Linked DNA regions of Salmo salar: region 1 is linked to region 2. A link is a contact called in public Hi-C data. All regions are on one chromosome and are shown on one strand. The core of a region is the stretch at or near the end of the contact, and the rest is flanking DNA. Distances in the headings are between cores, read along the strand shown.

The links. Hi-C and Micro-C count contacts between places; a contact is called where the count stands out from the background.
Region 1: a Hi-C map of muscle shows a contact between it and region 2, with 6 times the contacts expected there. The contact joins the promoter of shrprbck1r here to the enhancer-like site in region 2. A contact is called at or near these places in 2 of 3 Hi-C or Micro-C datasets (gill and muscle).

What each region holds. Positions count from the first base shown.
Region 1 is chrssa29:24,897,450-24,901,377 of Ssal_v3.1, reverse strand. shrprbck1r (sharpin and rbck1 related) reads right to left here and starts at 1,355. Exons shown (of 14, transcript XM_014181426.2): 1 at 1,182-1,355.
Region 2 is chrssa29:24,824,668-24,828,381 of Ssal_v3.1, reverse strand. All of the region lies in intron 5 of LOC106590416 (ras-responsive element-binding protein 1), which reads left to right. Among protein-coding and RNA genes, the nearest start is that of LOC106590419, 39 kb to the right of the region's middle. Within about 2 kb of position 1,386, at least 5 of the 13 cell types and tissues checked have an H3K27ac peak or open chromatin away from gene starts, as enhancers often do. A contact at or near this core is called in muscle, where this site is marked.

The DNA.
Region 1 (3,928 bases), core at 106-2,605, 73 kb before region 2:
CCCTCTGTACACATGTCTGCCTGCCTGCCTTGGTAACGCTGGTAATAATAAAACATCACGTGACATGTAACTTTACTCCATCGAGTTTTAGCTGACAATTTAAAAAACTATTTTTAATGAACACCATTTTGTAATTTGTCAAAAGCAATAAACATTATTTGTCAACATGGCTGACAAATGAAATGAATTGAAATCCGCCTTTAACCCTTCTCTCTTACCACACTCCGACCCGTTGTTCCGCTGGTGTCCCGTAGCGTGAGACGGAATTCCCCGGACTTCCCGGGGTCCATACTGAGCTGTAGACGGAGTGACTCATCACCTGCCCCAGGAAGACACAGCGGCCGAATACCAGAATGGCAAACTGATACCCGTACCGACATCAAGACGGTATGGCAGCCAGTTTGTGAGGCCCCATAGCCAGGGATAGATGAGGACGGGTCCGGCGGTGGGGTGTGAGTAGTCCACCCGCCTGAGCTCAGCGACATTCCACCAACAGCCTCATGCAGTGTTTGGAGACGTCAAGACACCGTTCCCGGTGTGTTTACCACCACGCCAATATTGCCAGCAACGATTGCTATTAGTATTCCAATAAAATTTGCAGTTTCATCGTAGTCCCTCCATTTACCAAGCTCACAACAACAGAACCGATGAACGACCAGCTACCAGGAAGTGCGCACTCTGTGTCACTGTTTGTTTGGCTGGCTCTCTCGTGCTGCCAGTGCCAATCATTTGCGCCCCCACACGTTGTAGCCATGTACTGCACAACATGGCTTTTCTGCAGGTCCAAAAACGTTTAATTTCCTACATTTCTCAAAATCAGGTTCACAAATATACAGTATATGTGATGTACTCCTATACTAAATTGTATACGTATTTTTTAAACTTGGACCTGCAAATTGTAGTGGAGACAATTGCGTATATGGTTGACCTACTTTCAAAAAGACATTAGCAGATAGAAATGTCTGAGGACTGCAGCACTAATGTCATGCCATCAAAATGTTGCTTTTTTGGCCCCATAGTTGTAGTCCAACAACTCAAACAGCTTGTAATCCAGTGTTCCTTCATTTAGGCCTGGTGAAACAGCGACCCCCATTGTTTACCTTCATGTGTGCGCCAGTGGAAATAGAATACACATCCATTGAAGATGCCTGGAAAAGTCAACATCGTATACCTGCACTCACATACTGAAATGGGGGAAGTCTGGTCCGCTCTGGTCACTTCCTCTTGCTGTACGGAGCTCAGTCAACCAGCCTGGTCCTGAGATGTGCGTAAGGGAATTTCCAATTTGGTACACCCAATTTATAACCTAAATCCAATGACATGGAATTCAAGTTAGTTGACAGCTCAACCAAATGTAAATCGAAACTAGACGTTGAAATGACGTCTGTGCCCATGGGATAGCACTGTCATGTCGGTTACAGTTTATGTTTTCACAAATTGTTGTTATCGATAAATATTTTCTTATGTCAGAAAAAGTAAACATTGTCTGAAGTTGCTGTTTGGTTTTTCCGGACCCTGACATTGGAGTCAGTCTTAATTAACCCCTTCCCTCCCGTACCATCATTGTATGAGGGCAATTTGAGTGTCACATCTGTTCAGTGAGTTCAATATTTACCTTTGTTTGCACTTCCGTTCAAAACAAAGCCACTGGTGTTATAGTTCCGACCCAAACCCTGACTTAATGTTACACATCAATATGAAATAAACAGTGCTAACTGGTATGAGTGTACATTTTTGAACATTTCCCTGAAGAATATTAAAATAAATCAAAGCAACTGCATTCACCCATAGCTCGAAGACGCCAGATCATCACTATTCAATTTAAGTTGGTAAATAGTATGTTGCGTTGTCATCAAATACACTTGGAATAAGCCAACCCTTGAAACCCTATTGTTGATTGATGGCGGAAATAAAGATACATGTATTACTTTTGGCAAATTCAGCCCACCAGCTATGTGAAAGCTAGCAGGATACATAGATCCTTAATAGAAACTAGGTTGAGTCATACAAAAAATTCCCAGCAGTTAGTGAGTGTTTGATCTCTGTATACTGAGTTTACAAAACATTAAGAAAACCTGCTCTTTCCATGACATAGACTGACCAGGTGAATCCAGATGAAAGCTAAGATCCCTTATTGATGTCACTTGTTAAATCCAATCAGTGTTGATGAAGGGGAGGAGAGTTAAAGAAGGATTTTTCAGCCTTGAGACAATTAAGACATGGATTGTGTATCGTTCAGAGGGTGAATGGGCAATATTTAAGTGCATTTGAACAGGTTATGGTAGTAGGTGCCAGGCATACTGGTATATGTCAAGAACTGCAACACTGCTGCGTTTTTCATGCTCAACAGTTTCCAGTATGTATCAACAATGGTCCACCACCCAAAGGACAGGAGGGGACTCAATATTAGGAAGGTGTTCTTAATGTTTGGTATGCTCAGTGTATATCCCTCTCCCACAGGGCAGTCCATTGAGGAGATATACCGGTCTGCTAATGTGTTCCTGGAGAGGGGTGCCATGTTTCACTATGATGAGCCCCTGGGCCTGCCCGATATACCCTGCATAACCTTCTGCTCCCGAAAGAAAGACAGCAGATCAGGGCTGGGATTCAATCAAACCCAGTAGCTACCAAAAAAAAAACAATGGCGTAAATACAGAAATGCTAGTTTGTTTGCATTGAGCCCCATGTAAAAAATTTAAAAAAGCACCCTTAAAAAGTACATATTAAGTATTTCTCTTGCATTAAATGCACTTCACGTTACAGGGTGGGAAAGTGTTTGCTATGCTGTTAAATGCATTGATAGGATAGATAGACAGGTGCATTAGCAGGATGCACCGTAGCACAATGGTGTGCAGAAGGGAATTATACATTTTATAGATTCATGATTAATATAAAGGTTTGGTTCACTTGGATGTGTTTCTTAAACTTTAAAATAGGGTGTATTTATTTGCAGAACTGATTGTTTATGAAAAACCATTTAAGTTGAATCTGGACTACCTACCATGGGTGAAAATGTTGCTCTTATATTGTGAAGTACCTATTTGGACACATTCCTGTGAAGTGCATGTTATAACCTCATTCTTCCTCTGCTCCCCTCTTCAGAGATGACTTGATGTGCATGCTGTTGTGGTGAACCAAAATGGCTACCACATTGCCTGCTTCAATCTCACTTTAATAAAAAAAATAGGCCAAGGAGAAGGTTTAATGTGAATTAGATTACGTAGGGGGGAAAGGAATAAATACATTGTGACCACACAATTATGTACCGTTTTTGGATAGTGTGTGTAAATGTTACTGACATACTGTAACTCATGATGTACTTAGATATTAGCTGTTTGCAACACTAAAGATTAGTAATTTCATAATTGTATATATTTTATAATTTCAGTTTGTGACAAAACAAGCAATGTAGAGAATCATTGTACCATCTAAACCACTGAAATATCATTTCAATTTCCAAAAATATTGTACTTTCAGCTGTTTGAAGCTGGTGTACAAAACCGAAAGTAAAAAATGCAAAGGAAATTTAACAACAGAAAGCATAGAAATAATGCATATAGACTTGCTTTCAATGAGAATGACAGATCTATAACTAACATTTCTATGTGAATTTGGTCGTCACCTCAAAAATTACATATTGCAGTTTTAAGCCTTGTCCTGGATTTACAACCCCTTTGAATTAAGAATCTCCCATAAAAATACTTCTTCTTAGTCTAGGACTAGGCTTAATCTGTGTCCGGCAAACTGGCCCATAGTGAACACAAGATGAAATGCTTGATTCAAATAGACCTGCACCATAATTCAAATAGCATGCATTAGATCCATGATTTGTGAAGGTGCATAATATCTGTCCAATTACAATTTGTTAATGTATAAATTCTGTATTAAATGAGTTCTTTGCCATTTGCTCTGAATTTCAGGTTCTCCG
Region 2 (3,714 bases), core at 137-2,636:
TTGGCTGTTGAATCTATCTGCATGAGAGGGATGCACCAGGACAGTAATCTGCCTGCTCCATCGTTGGAGAGTTCATCTTTTCACCCTCATGTGTATGGAATGAAGAGGTGTGGGCAGGAAGGAATGAGTGTAGGCCGAGTCAATCTGAGAGAATACGAGAGTGTGTTTATGTGTTGGTCTCTACTGTTAAAGAATGCCACTGAATTCTGTTTAGACGATACTAAGATTGTTGCATAAAAAAAAGAAAGTTGTTTTCTTTGCATATTCGCGTTCTTTTTCACCATTCTGTTTAGCATTTTCTCAACACTCCAAAAAGAAGCAATGCTTTGGGGCAAGAAAATGAAAGCACAGGGGTGTATACATCAGCGAGTTGTAACATTCAGAAATTGAGTGGTCTCTATTCATCCTATCTGCGACCTTCCTTGTGAATGTTCCACGGTACTGAATTGATCCAGCCCTAGTCTGATGTGATGGAGCTGTCCATGTGGCTGGCAGGGGAGCAGCCATTTTGTTGCCAGAGCATCACATGAAATGGGGCCTGCTGTTGTGAGCCTGTTGCCAAGGAGAGGCATCCTAACCCTATGAAGGGTCTGGCGAATAGACTGAGCCAGGGGGTAGTGGATGGGCACTCTGCTTTAACTCTTTACAAGACAGTGAGAACACTAAAGGGTGGTGGGGAAGAGCGGGATAGAGAAGGTGCGATGGTAAGGAGAAGTGCCCTTGGTGTGACATTGCACAAAAGCAGGCAGCATCATTTTGATGCTACAGTGCCCCCTGTCCACCCACTGTGGTGGTGCAGTGGATTTTTTTCAGTTTGGATGAGAAGGGAGCTGTTGAATCATCAACCCCGCTGTCAGTTTGATCTCTCTCTCTCTCTCTTCAGTAGACTTTGTTGACATGGCAAGTTACTTACATTGTCAAAGTATACATATAACAAAAAATGGTGGGACCAACAGCAATAAGGCATTAATAGTAGTAGTGGAAATATTAATGAGAATAACAATACATTAAAGCAATAGTAGTAGACCAGTCTCGCTCGACTGGCCATAAGAATAGATTACTTTTTGAATTATTAAAAATGACATCTTATGTATCTTGATAATGAGTTTTGTTGTAACGCTCATACTGTTTGAGTTGTTTGAGGTCTGAGTGCCTCAGTAAATGACCTCTTCAGTCCTGAAAGTAGTGTTTTTGCAATTTACAGACAGTCAAACCATCAATCAACTAGATAGACTGATGGGAAATGTTTTTTTAGGCAGGTGAATTTAGGAGGATGGCTGAGGTGACACAAAGACAAGTTGGTTTCATCCAATCACGCTGTGCTGACATGACAGCTTAGCTCTCTCGGGATTGGCTGACGCCAGCGGTCAGAGTCCAGGGGATGCGGCTGCTGTCTGTCAGGTCCCCAGATGGGTGGCCAGCTCGCTGCCTGCCTGCTATTTCTAAACCAGGCACTGACGGCAGAGTGAAAGCTGAGACCTGTGCTGCCGACCCAACACTGGCTGACCTTTCCTCTTTCGTGCTGGCGAATGCGCGCACGGTTGCTCACACACACACAGGCGTGCACACTCACGCCACGGACATACAGTTTTACACAGACAAACACACTTATTGACGCAAACTCACACGATCGCAGTCACACTCACGCAAACACACTTATACACAGATATAGCTAGAGTACAAATCCATGCATACACACACTATCAAAGTTACTCGCAAACAAGTTCACCCACACAATTGCACAATAATGTACCCACCTTTATTCAAGCAGATGCGCAGGGACAACTTGTGAAGTATGGGTGCACAGTCGCGCACACACAGAAATGTTAGTACACTCACAGAGGCCCTATGACTGACTACTGATGCAGGGCTCTGTGTGCTAGGCCAGGCCTGTCAGGGATGTACTGATGCAGGGCTCTGTGTGCTAGGCCAGGCCTGTCAGGGATGTACTGATGCAGGGCTCTGTGTGCTAGGCCAGGCCTGTCAGGGATGTACTGATGCAGGGCTCTGTGTGCTAGGCCAGGCCTGTCAGGGATGTACTGATGCAGGGCTCTGTGTGCTAGGCCAGGCCTGTCAGGGATGTACTGATGCAGGGCTCTGTGTGCTAGGCCAGGCCTGTCAGGGATGTACTGATGTGTTTTCCAGGGTCTTAGTCCTCCTGTCCCCCCTCCCTTCACACACACACACACACACACACACACACACACACACACACACACACACACACACACACACACACACACACACACACACACACAGACACACATACGTCCTTAAATCAACTGATGGCATTTGACCTTTCACCAGACAGAGTAGAGGGGGGAGGAGTCCTGTATGGTTTAGCCCCCCCATTCGTTTCTCTTCTCCTAGCTCTGCCGTTATCAGTGACCCCTTCTCAAAGTTTAAACTAATGTAATCAGCTTAAGAAGGACACACTCAAGTCACATACACCTTTGCCTCTATCCCCCTCCCCCAGCTATACATTGTCCCCTCCAGCCCGACAGCTGAATGTTGTGTAGTGAGGAGGAGGAGGGGAAGAGAGGAGGAGGAGGAGGGGAAGAGAGGAGGAGGGGGGGAAGAGAGGAGGAGGAGAGACAGGAGGTGAAGGAAAAAGGGGGAGAGAGATTAGCAGCAGGAACAACAAATGCTTCCAGAGGACTCTGTCTCAACAGAATTCTTTTTGTGTTCCAATCATCCACCACAGGACTAATAAACATACTCTATGTCCAACTGTATTACTATATCTGAATGCCATGAATAGAGAAATAAATAGCTGAACTACCCCTGTAAACGTTACTAGAGAAGGCACATTTGATAGACATAATATTACAGGGATGGAGATGACTGCCCTTCATGGTACCCTCGACCCTTTTCCCTGGCCCGGAGTTAGGTCCTTACATGGGCCTGCTGAGCCTGCTGGATAATTTGAGCAACTTAGACTATTACCGCCTTCCCTGCCCTCCTCCCAAGTGTGTGTGTTTGGTGTGCTCACGGGCCAGAGTATGTGAGCGGAGCTGGATCAGAGCGAAGAGCGGAGCATGCCCAATTTGACTAGTGCTTAACTTCACAAGCTCAGGGCATGCCCGGCCCAGCATGCATTTGTAGTCTACTTGTGTGCTGCTATAGCCCCTTTCTTTAGCTACTGTCTTGGAATTCATGAATATTTTCATAAAGAAACTGATAAAACATGTATCCCGAAAGCATGATGGTGTCCTAGGTGCACATGCGAACAGAAAGGAACGAGGTGGGTAGCTAACTAAGTGTGTCATTGTAGCAAAGTATTTATAAACTCAAAATCAGATCTCTTAAGTTTCCTTCATTTTGGTTCTATTTACTATACAATAGGCGATCACTGATTTTGGCCCAATAGCCCTGACATATTACCTCTTTCAAGGAGATTTCTGTTTTGATAAGGTTATTTTGCCTGAAAACCTTTAGGCCTACCTAATAGATTTAAAAAATAACTCTGCATCCCTACACAGCCTGGCATGAGTGGCCCGAAGGGTGTTCAGCATCCGCAGTGCCTGTGCAAGCGCGGAGAGGGTCTTCTCCCCTGTTGGCCTGCTCTCCAGACTCTGTCACATGAGCCTGAAGCCACAGACTCTGACCAAACTTGTGTTTCTAAAAGTGAATTCAAAGGCACTTTTTATTTCATTCTAACTTAGTCAGACTATATGCACAATTAGTAGACTATAATGATTTAATACAACAAAC